2 separate regions of the Oryzias latipes genome follow, and region 2 is linked to region 1. A link is a contact called in public Hi-C data. All regions are on one chromosome and are shown on one strand. The core of a region is the stretch at or near the end of the contact, and the rest is flanking DNA. Distances in the headings are between cores, read along the strand shown. Region 1 has its middle 7.3 kb from the start of bola1. Region 2 holds the start of LOC101174296 (nuclear receptor subfamily 2 group F member 5).

What was found. Hi-C and Micro-C count contacts between places; a contact is called where the count stands out from the background.
Region 2: a contact with region 1 is called in a Hi-C map of embryo, with 1.9 times the contacts expected there. The contact joins the promoter of LOC101174296 here to the enhancer-like site in region 1. A contact is called at or near these places in 3 of 5 Hi-C or Micro-C datasets (all in embryo).

What each region holds. Positions count from the first base shown.
Region 1 is chr16:29,258,069-29,262,689 of ASM223467v1, forward strand. No RefSeq gene overlaps it. Among protein-coding and RNA genes, the nearest start is that of bola1, 7.3 kb to the left of the region's middle. Within about 2 kb of position 2,648, at least 4 of the 8 cell types and tissues checked have an H3K27ac peak or open chromatin away from gene starts, as enhancers often do. A contact at or near this core is called in embryo, where this site is marked.
Region 2 is chr16:29,292,578-29,297,198 of ASM223467v1, forward strand. It overlaps LOC101174296 (nuclear receptor subfamily 2 group F member 5), which reads left to right and starts at 1,861. Exons shown (of 4, transcript XM_023964369.1): 1 at 1,861-2,878. The coding sequence starts at 2,512.

The DNA of each region.
Region 1 (4,621 bases), core at 1,398-3,897:
CATCAGAAATGTGTTCTGTGGTCCACTTGGTCTGTGGTTTAAATCCCACATCATTTTATTTTGAAGGAAAAATGGGTTCTTACAGGTTCATAGAGAAAATTAAAAAATAAAGTATTTTGGGAGAACCAAAAGCTAAAGTTGTTTAAGCTTATTTTTAGTTCAATGTGTCTTGAGATTACTAAACCGTTGCCACTTTTTGCAAGTTGGTGATTTTTCTCAGTCATGAGCTCTTTCTCACGGACACGCGGGGTGGGCCGCTGTCCGCCAGGCCTCCTCCAGCAGTGACAGATCAGTGTTGGGTTGCCAGGTTCTGGCCCATGAGGTCTGGAGGGGTCCTGCAGGTCAGTGGGAACCCACTTTGTGTGCGTCAGAGCTGCGGGACAGACGGTACCAGGATTGGCTGGGAAACCCAGGCGGGGCAGAGTTCCCCGCAACAAGCTGCCCGCTGATTTACGCCTCGGCTCTGGAACGGAGGGCCACGGGGCCGGGGGGGACTCCTGACCTCTGCTGGTTGCGGGGTCATCCATTACTGGGGATGGTTCTCTGAGAAGAAGGGCTGGTCTGGTCTTCCTGGGGGACCAGCGAGCTGCATGGGTGCACAGAAACACAAGCGACACCAAATCCACAGCCTGATGGCAGAAATCTGCAGCCTAAGTGAAAAAAATCCTCTCAGCTGATAAACCTGAAGAGGAAGTTTGTATTTAAATAAATTAATTCTGTAATTTATTGCATCAGAATAATCAGAGTTCGTTACTTTGCTTTCATGGTGTGAAAAGCTGAATCTAACGTGGTAAAAGGCTGTTAAAGCCATTTAATTAGAAAGACCCCCCCCCCCCCACACACACACACACACCCCAACCCCCCCCCAGCTCCCTCTCACACCACACACTGACTAATGAAACAGTGAATGGAGCCTGGAAGGAGGAGGACAAAGGCGGAGATGAAGAAAAGACAATATCCTTGTGTGGGAGAATTAGTTACACTCAGTAGTCTAAGTATTCAAAGCAAAGATGAAGGGGGGGGGGGGGGTAGGGAGAGGGGATTAGGAGTAAAGTCCACACAGGTGGGCTTCTGAGGGGAGGGGGTGTCACATGACAGGACGTTACCTCGCTTGATAAACAACAGCCGCGCTTCACAGGAAAGGAGGAAGGGAGTGATTTTATAGGCGGAATGAGCCGCAGCTCCACATCGGGCTCTCATTAGGACAAATCTCCCAGGTGTGCCGCGTCTGAGCTGCGGGGGCTCAGGCGCTGTACGGGGGGGGCGCAGCAGCTCTGCCTGCCATCGCCATGCTGCCAACCGTTGTGTGTGACGGGAGTCAGCTTTGTGTCCTGCACGGTTGATGGAGACCCGTCTGTCTGCAGAGGTCAACCGTCACCTGTGACCCCCCCCCCCCCCACCACTTACCAAGAGCGTCTTCTAAGAAACGTGGAGCCACAATTTTTTTTTACCTCAAAGTTGTGTATTCACTCATTTTAAAATTCAAATTAATGGCGTAGGATTTGGAATCTTCCACAAAAACTTTCACTTTGGAAAAAAAATTGCTTTTGTTGTGCAAAGAAATGTAAAAAAAAATCCTAGTTAAAGATGAAAAACTACAATAAAACTTTAGTAATTGTGAAAGTTGATGATTTATTTTTTTATTTATTTTTTGCATAGAAGTCAGCGAAGACCGTGCAGCGTCCCGCTCTGCGTCTGGACGGTTCCTCCCGGATACAGATTTACAAACTACAGTGACTGCAGGTGGGTCAGGTCAACAGGGAAGCACTGAGTGGTTTGTTTCATCTCCATATGAAATACTCAAAGCAGAAACAAACATACCAACAACCATTTCCTCATATTTAGGAATGTATTTCATAGATTTCAAAGAAGTGAAACTATTTAAAAGGTTCCATAACTCAAAATTACTTAAAATGTTACACAAAAATACAAACTGACAATGTTGGAAAGGAATATTAGTAAATTAAAAAAAAACCTTATGGGAAAATGCATTTTGCTTTCCACTTTTTTCTTTGCTTAAAACTTTTTTTATTTTTGCTTTTTTGGTTTTTTTTGCTTTCAAACAAATATTTTAATTTGGAGTGGGTCTTTAACCCTTGTGCTATCTTAGATGACCCCACCCTTACATTGACGTGTTCTCCCTACCATGACAAAGGTGGATAAAGGTGGAAAGATTTCATGTAATCCATGGACACCAGTGAAGATCACAAATCATTGAAGAAAAAAGGTTCAGAGCGCTGTCCAGTGGGTCTAGATGACCCATCTCCCAATGTTAAAGTGCCCAGGATAGCACAAGGGTTACAGAAAGAAGGCATCAAAGAGAAAGAGAAAAAAGTTTCCAACTTTGGTGCATGGTTTAGTTGCAGCCAAAACGACAAAGTTTGCGACGAGAGATGCGGCAGACGAGGCAGCTGTCCGCAGCGTTAACGTCTGTATCGGTACTGATGTGTGACGGCCTGTTTGTTAACGCATATTTGCCTCTCAGTCACCCACATGATTGCAGCAATAAGGCATGTCAGTTTTTCCCGGGGGCGTGGAGGCATGGGGCTGGTTCGGCTGGTTTTGGGGCCAAAGTGCACAGGCCAAAGCCCTCTCACACCGACATGCCCCCCCTCCAGGGCGCTAACCAAAGGAGTGTGCATGTTGAGACAGCCGGGTCACAGATAAGACTCTTTCTAGCCTTCCTCATTATCCTCTCAGCCCTCTGCCTCTGTGATCTTCCTGCTGCCTAGCTTTGAACCTGTCCCTCATTCCTGCTGCGCCCCTTTATCTCCACCTGCTGTCAATCATTCTCCATGCACGCTCTGCCTCGGTGGCTCTCCTCATAAACTTGTTTTGACCCCTCTCCGTCAGCTCCCATCCAGAGTCTTAAATGTTTCCTTTTGTCTAAGTCCCTCAAAATCTTCCCAGGATTCCCAGTTTCTCTTGCCTCCATTTCCACCCTCATCTTGCAGCTCTGGGTCTTAAGGTGGATTACAGTCACTTAACCCCCCGGAGAACTCAGCACCCCCTCTGATCATGTTTATATCTCATACACAGCCTGAAGCTATTATCATATCACCATCTCGTGTTATCACTTCCACCCCTGGGCATTACTCAGCGCTGATGTTTTCAGTCCAGAGGTTGTAAGTTATTCAAACATCAGTGTTTGGGAATATTTGGGGGCTTTGAGTGACAGCTGCTCTGGATGTTACACTCCTAAACCTCATGTATGTTTGTGATCGCTTTCTAGTTCAGCAATCAACGCATACATAGTTTTTACAGATGCATTTATGTAATCTGACTATTTTATTCTCATGTAAATGTGAGTTTTTTTCTTTTTGGAAGCATGGCAGAGACTCAAAATGAAAAGTTTCTTTTACATTATGCTTAATGCAATAAGTACAATAACTCTGCTATTGAGACATACGATTTTTATAAGCACGATTTAACAAAAGTAAAGCCTTTTTATCTCCTTTCCTAATGAATTACATGAATTACTATAACCTCTTTTACATGTTTTACAGCTGCTGCTGTTCACCTCCTGACCAGCAGTTCTGAGTGTATAACTCATTTAATCCCTTCACTGACTGTAACTATTAAAAAAAAAAATCAATTCAAAGCTGAGAATGTTTGTTTTATAAAGTTGTCTAAAATCCACTTTATCCAAAGATCTTCTAATTTCTCGCCCAGGTCCAAATGACAGGGATTGTTTGTGATGGATTCCCAAATTCTTTTCTTAGTTCCCCTGTGGTTTAAAGACTACTGTTTTTGTTTTTGTTTGTTTTTAAGTTTCCCCCTGCTCAGCTGGGTAATGACAGTGATACCTGGAGGGCGTCATGGGTTGGACCGGCCTCCCTGATTTGAACCTGAACATTCATTCATTCATTCATTCATTCATTCATTCATTCATTCATTCATTCATTCATTCATCTTCTTCCGTTTTTTCCCTTTCGGGGTCACGGGGCTGCTGGAGCCTATCCCGGCCACTTGTGGGCGAAGGCAGGGGGCACCCTGAACAGGTCGCCAGTCTGTCGCAGGGCCACATATCACACATCCATTCACTCTCACACCTAGGGACAATTTAGAGTTGCCAATTGACGTATGGAGCAAGTTTTTGGATGGTGGGAGGAAGTCGGAGTCCCCGGAGAAAACCCACGAAAGCACGGGGAGAACATGCAAACTCCACACAGAAAGGTCCCCGATTGATGTTCTGGTTCAAAAACGGAACATCAATGGCTTGAACCGGGGGCTGTGAGGCAAGAGCGCTAATCACTGTGCCACCGTGCAGCCTGAACCTGACCAGTGTTTTGTCATTGGACATCTGTGCTACTCACGATTTATCCATGTTTAAACACAAGAATGTCCATTAGTCCAAGTGGCATCAGGTCAATGATTGACTTTGTAGTTGTGCCATCTGACCTATGGCCATACGTCTTGGACCCTCAGGTATAGAGAGGTTTAGAGCTTCAAACAATCTTCGCCTGGTGTTGAGTTGCATTTTTTTGACAGAGGAGGACGAAACGTGATGAGAGAGTCTCTTAGGATTGTCTGGCCGAATGGGCCAGGAGAGCTTCAACTTCTACTGTTAATGCAGCTGTTTGAAGCTGTGGCTGTACCACAATCCATAAACATGGGGGTT
Region 2 (4,621 bases), core at 611-3,110, 34 kb after region 1:
TTTAGACATTTGAAACAGCAAACGCTTATGTAAATATTGTTAAAAATATTTTTTCAAACTAATAAACTAAATTTATTATTCTTTGCAAGCAACAAAATACAGTGGTTTTAGAATGTAAAAAGTTTCGTAAGTTCATATCACAGTTCCACATAATGCATGATCTTTTTTTCTTATACTATATGAAACACATTTTTCCCACAATGCATTGGAAGTAGTTCACAAGAAAACCATTTTTTGTTTTCCATATGTTCTCCTTTTGTTTCTAAAAATTTTCCAGAGTTACTTTGGGAACCAGTGTGGGACATTTGCACCTATTTGCTTTTTGGAAGGTTCTTTTCTGTTTCTTGAGCAGAAAATATTCATAATTTCTTTATAGCGTTTAACAACTTACTTCCAATATACATTAAATAACAGGCTATATATTAGTGTTTGCCAAAGGTAATAATTAACACTTAATGGTTACTACTGCAGTAATGTAATCCTTCATAGGTTTCTTCATAAAAGCTGCAAAAAAAAAAACAACTTAACAGGCCAACGTGACCAAAGTCCTGCAGAGCATTTTCCATTCCAACCAGAGTCATGATTATGATTCCTGCAGTTTATGCTTGATAAAGTGAGATGACAGAGCGAGAAACTAAGACACAAATCACAAACACAGAGAAAAAGTGTGACAGATGAAAATTGATTATGGTTATGACTTTGGTCAGTTTTTTTAGGCAGGGCTTTGAGCTCAAAGACCATGACGAGAAACACTTTGTTTTTCTTTTTTCTGAACTGTTGCAGTCGTTTCTTTTTTGTTTTTTTTTGAAGCGTTTAGTTGTCCGCAACCGAAGCATCACAGAACAACTTAGAGAACTTTGGAGGACTAAGCCTCATTTTGGTGTTAAAGTGAACATTTTAGGTTTGCCAGTTTGCTTTAAATGACAATTTGCCTCAAAAATAATCATGAAATTATTAGAATCTTGTGAACATTTTTCACTTGGCCCACAAAAATATTGACCTTGTGCAAAAACAGGTCCAAACACACTTATTAAGCGTTAGTGTCAAATGAAACTGGGTCTTAAAAGCTACAGCAACAATAAAAATAATTTAATTAGAACCACATCACATAGACTTGGTTGAGGGGTAATTTATTTTAATCTGTTTTGAAGAATGAATTATTAAATAGTAAAAATATGCTTAATAGAGAAATTACTGAGTAAAATATTGTTAAAATATAAATATGGCTCACATATTTTTAAAGAAAAAAGGCAAAACAGCGTTTTATATTTGTGTGCCACTCACAACGATGACGTGTAAAATGTTGACCTTCTAAAGTGCCGAGTTTTGAGTGAATTTGAATGCATTAAAATAACTTAAAACTTTATACTTTTTGTTCATGACATAAAAGTTTTTTTAAAGTATTAATTTCTGTACATTTCAGTTAAATAGATTCTCATTTAAAATGCCCAATAGGTTCCAAAGCTTACGATGCAGTTTGCACGTCGGCGGGCTGCAAGTTCGCGCGCTAAGCTAAAAGTTTTGCGCAAAAATTAAATGTTAAAGCCATGACAAGTTTAAAAGGTTATCGAGTATTTTTATGATCCTCAAAAGCCTTTCCAGAGCTGAGAAGCCTAAGAAACCCGCACGAGAGCGCACGGTCCGAATCGAACCTGTCAGTCAAATAGATCCTGGGTCCAATCACGAAGCTCCTTGTGCTTTTTCCCAGACTTCGCTTGCCAATAGCGACGGGCTCTTTTCGTCGCCCTCCTCGCCGTGACGGGAGGGGAGGAGACCTTATTTGGCTTTTCTGACCTTATATGGAGCGCGCGCAGGGGCGGGCGTCCGCGCGAGGATCTCCTGCTGGTGACACTTTCCCCCAATTTGAAGCTTTGGCTGTCAGTCCGGACGCATGGTGAAGGGTGAGAAGCGGCTCTGAGCGCGGATCTCTGCGCGGAGGACGTTTGCGTCAAGAACCAGAGCGCTTCTTCTGTAAGTCGTGGCAGCGGCGAGCGCAGATAGAAGCGTAGCCGGGACTTCCCTCTGCGCGCCACCAAGATCCTATTTGGACTAAATCGTTTAATTTACTAAGTGAGAGCAGTCAGTTCTGACTGATTTATGATAAATCAGAGCAAATCCAAAAGCAGAATCACTAGTTGAATAACTAGCGAGAGTCAAGTACCTGTCCTCCCTTTGGCTGCATGTTTGAAGAAGGAAGCAAAGTTTGGACTTGTTTAAGTGACTTTCTGGAGTTTTCCCTCCGAAGAGCATCGTGTTTATGGATCTGTGCGCACCGAGGAGACCCGGGACTTGTAGGCTGCGCTTTCACCCTTTGATCATGATGATATTCTGATAAATGCCTTCAGACAGAATTCTGCCGCGCTGAAGAAGAGAAAAGTTGGTCACACAATTTGTGCGTAAAGAAAGACTGAACTGGAAAAGTAGGAGTCTACTTTTTTCCTTTTTTTTTAGACTGCGCTTCCTCAGACTCCTTCTGTGATTTGAACGAGGACTACGTGTTTGGGGGATAGCATGGCAATGGTAGTAAACCAGTGGCCAGAGAACATTACTGCAGATCCTGGCTCCCAGCTCCAGATGTGCGGTCAGGAGCCCGGAGGGGGACCGGGGACCCCCAACGGTTCTACCCCGGGAAACGACGCACTTTCCGGGGACAAGATTCCCAACGTGGACTGCATGGTGTGCGGGGACAAATCCAGCGGGAAGCATTACGGTCAGTTCACCTGCGAGGGATGCAAAAGCTTCTTCAAACGCTCAGTGAGGCGGAACCTCACCTACACCTGCCGGGGGAACCGAGACTGTCCCATCGACCAGCACCACCGGAACCAGTGTCAGTACTGCAGGCTGAAGAAGTGCCTGAAAGTTGGCATGAGAAGAGAAGGTAAGCTCCGCTTTCCTGATCCATGGAGAGAGGTGTTTAGGACGCGCGTTTCTGCGTAAAGCTGCGCGTAAAAGCTGCAAGGCAATGCTTTAACCACAACTGGACCCACACTAGTCCAACCACTCACACCCAGAGGAGTTGTTGCACGCGCTGCTCCATTAAAATCATTACTTTGTCCATATCTTTACAAGTTGCGTTATGGCTAACTTACGCATAAAAACGCGTTTTTTTCTGTTTGGCACAAAGAAAATAAGCACAACTTTGTGAAGTAAGTAAACATGACAACGAGGAGAAGTGAAGTCATTTATGGCGCGCACACCGTCAGTCATCGGAATAGAATCAATTCCCACCTGCGGCACTACAGCGCTTCTTCCACATTCATTCTCCAAATCCCAACAATTCACCCGCGCGCTCTGACTACCTCCCCCCGCCCCCTTTGTCTCTCTGCGGTAATTATGCTGTTTGTTCACCGACACCCCGAGCCGCTATAAGAGGATGCCGCTACATTTGTTGCATTGTGTTGCATTAGGAACGGGTCAGTTGACGCCAAAGAGGTTGAGTGGAAACGTGTTGGTGCAGAGAAGCGCTTCTCATATTAATTATGATTAAGCTGCGGCACCCCGTCCACGAGGCATGCGCCGGCGCAGACTTCATTTCGTTAACCAAACGGGACCTCTGCTAATTGCTGCGTCTGCGGTGGCGCAGACTGCCTCCGTTGTTGGCAGCTTTACTCTTTGCGAGGTATTGTCTGTCCCAGGAAAGCATGAAATGTGGATTTAACCTTTGAAATAAACCTGAGACTCTTAGGGCTAAAATAAAACGCAATCAGCTCTTTTAGTGCGCAAAAGGGACTGCGCGTAACTGCGCTAAATTTCTGCACAATCAATGAAGACGTCACCTTTCGCCCCATTTATTCCCCATTGCAAGGACAGAATAAGGTCAGCGACAGCCGGCGTTGCTCAAGGAGACTCGGGCAATAGATGCTGAGGGACAGACACCCCGCCGCTCTTTGTTCCTCACCGAAAGCGGGAATGACGGTAGGAATGCCCGCCCGCCGTCTCAGATCCGAGCGGATCCCTCAAGGCTTCCCGCAAGTGAAACCCTGTGTCTTTGTGGAAGTGCGTGTGTGTGTGGACTGTACACGCGTACAAAAGACCCGTGAGCCACGCAGAGTCAGTCATGCTCCTTTCTGACTGAATGAACCCGAGGAAAGCGCCTGACGCACTCCAGAAACAGAGAAAAAGCAGCCAATCCATCTGATTAAGTCTCATGATGACAGAATCTCTGAGATGTCACTTTCTGCCAGCTGAGGAAGTCAGTTTTCCCTAAACTTTCTTTATTTAAATTTGTATTATGAGAAGAAAAAGTGCCAAGAAAAGTTATTTTGAACCAGATCTCACCAGGTTGGAGCTGTTTTTTCCATTCAAGGAGGCGGACAAATGCTTAGAAATAACTAAACTGTCCAGTGATTGCATGACAAAATCCAAACAGCAAAGTTAAAATGTAAAACACAGATTGATGAATAATACATTTTCCAGTTGAGTTTAATATTCATGAAAATCTGAAACAAAAGAGGAGGTGAAAAATCTGCCGTGACATCTATTTCCTGGAATTGCGAGATTAAAGAGCTCAACAAGTGTCAGGATTGTTGAAGTGCAAGTCCCCAGAGGTCATCCATAAGTCATGTTTTCTGTATTATTCAGCAGGGTCACCTGAGGCTGTCGATGGGGCGCAGTGTTTGTT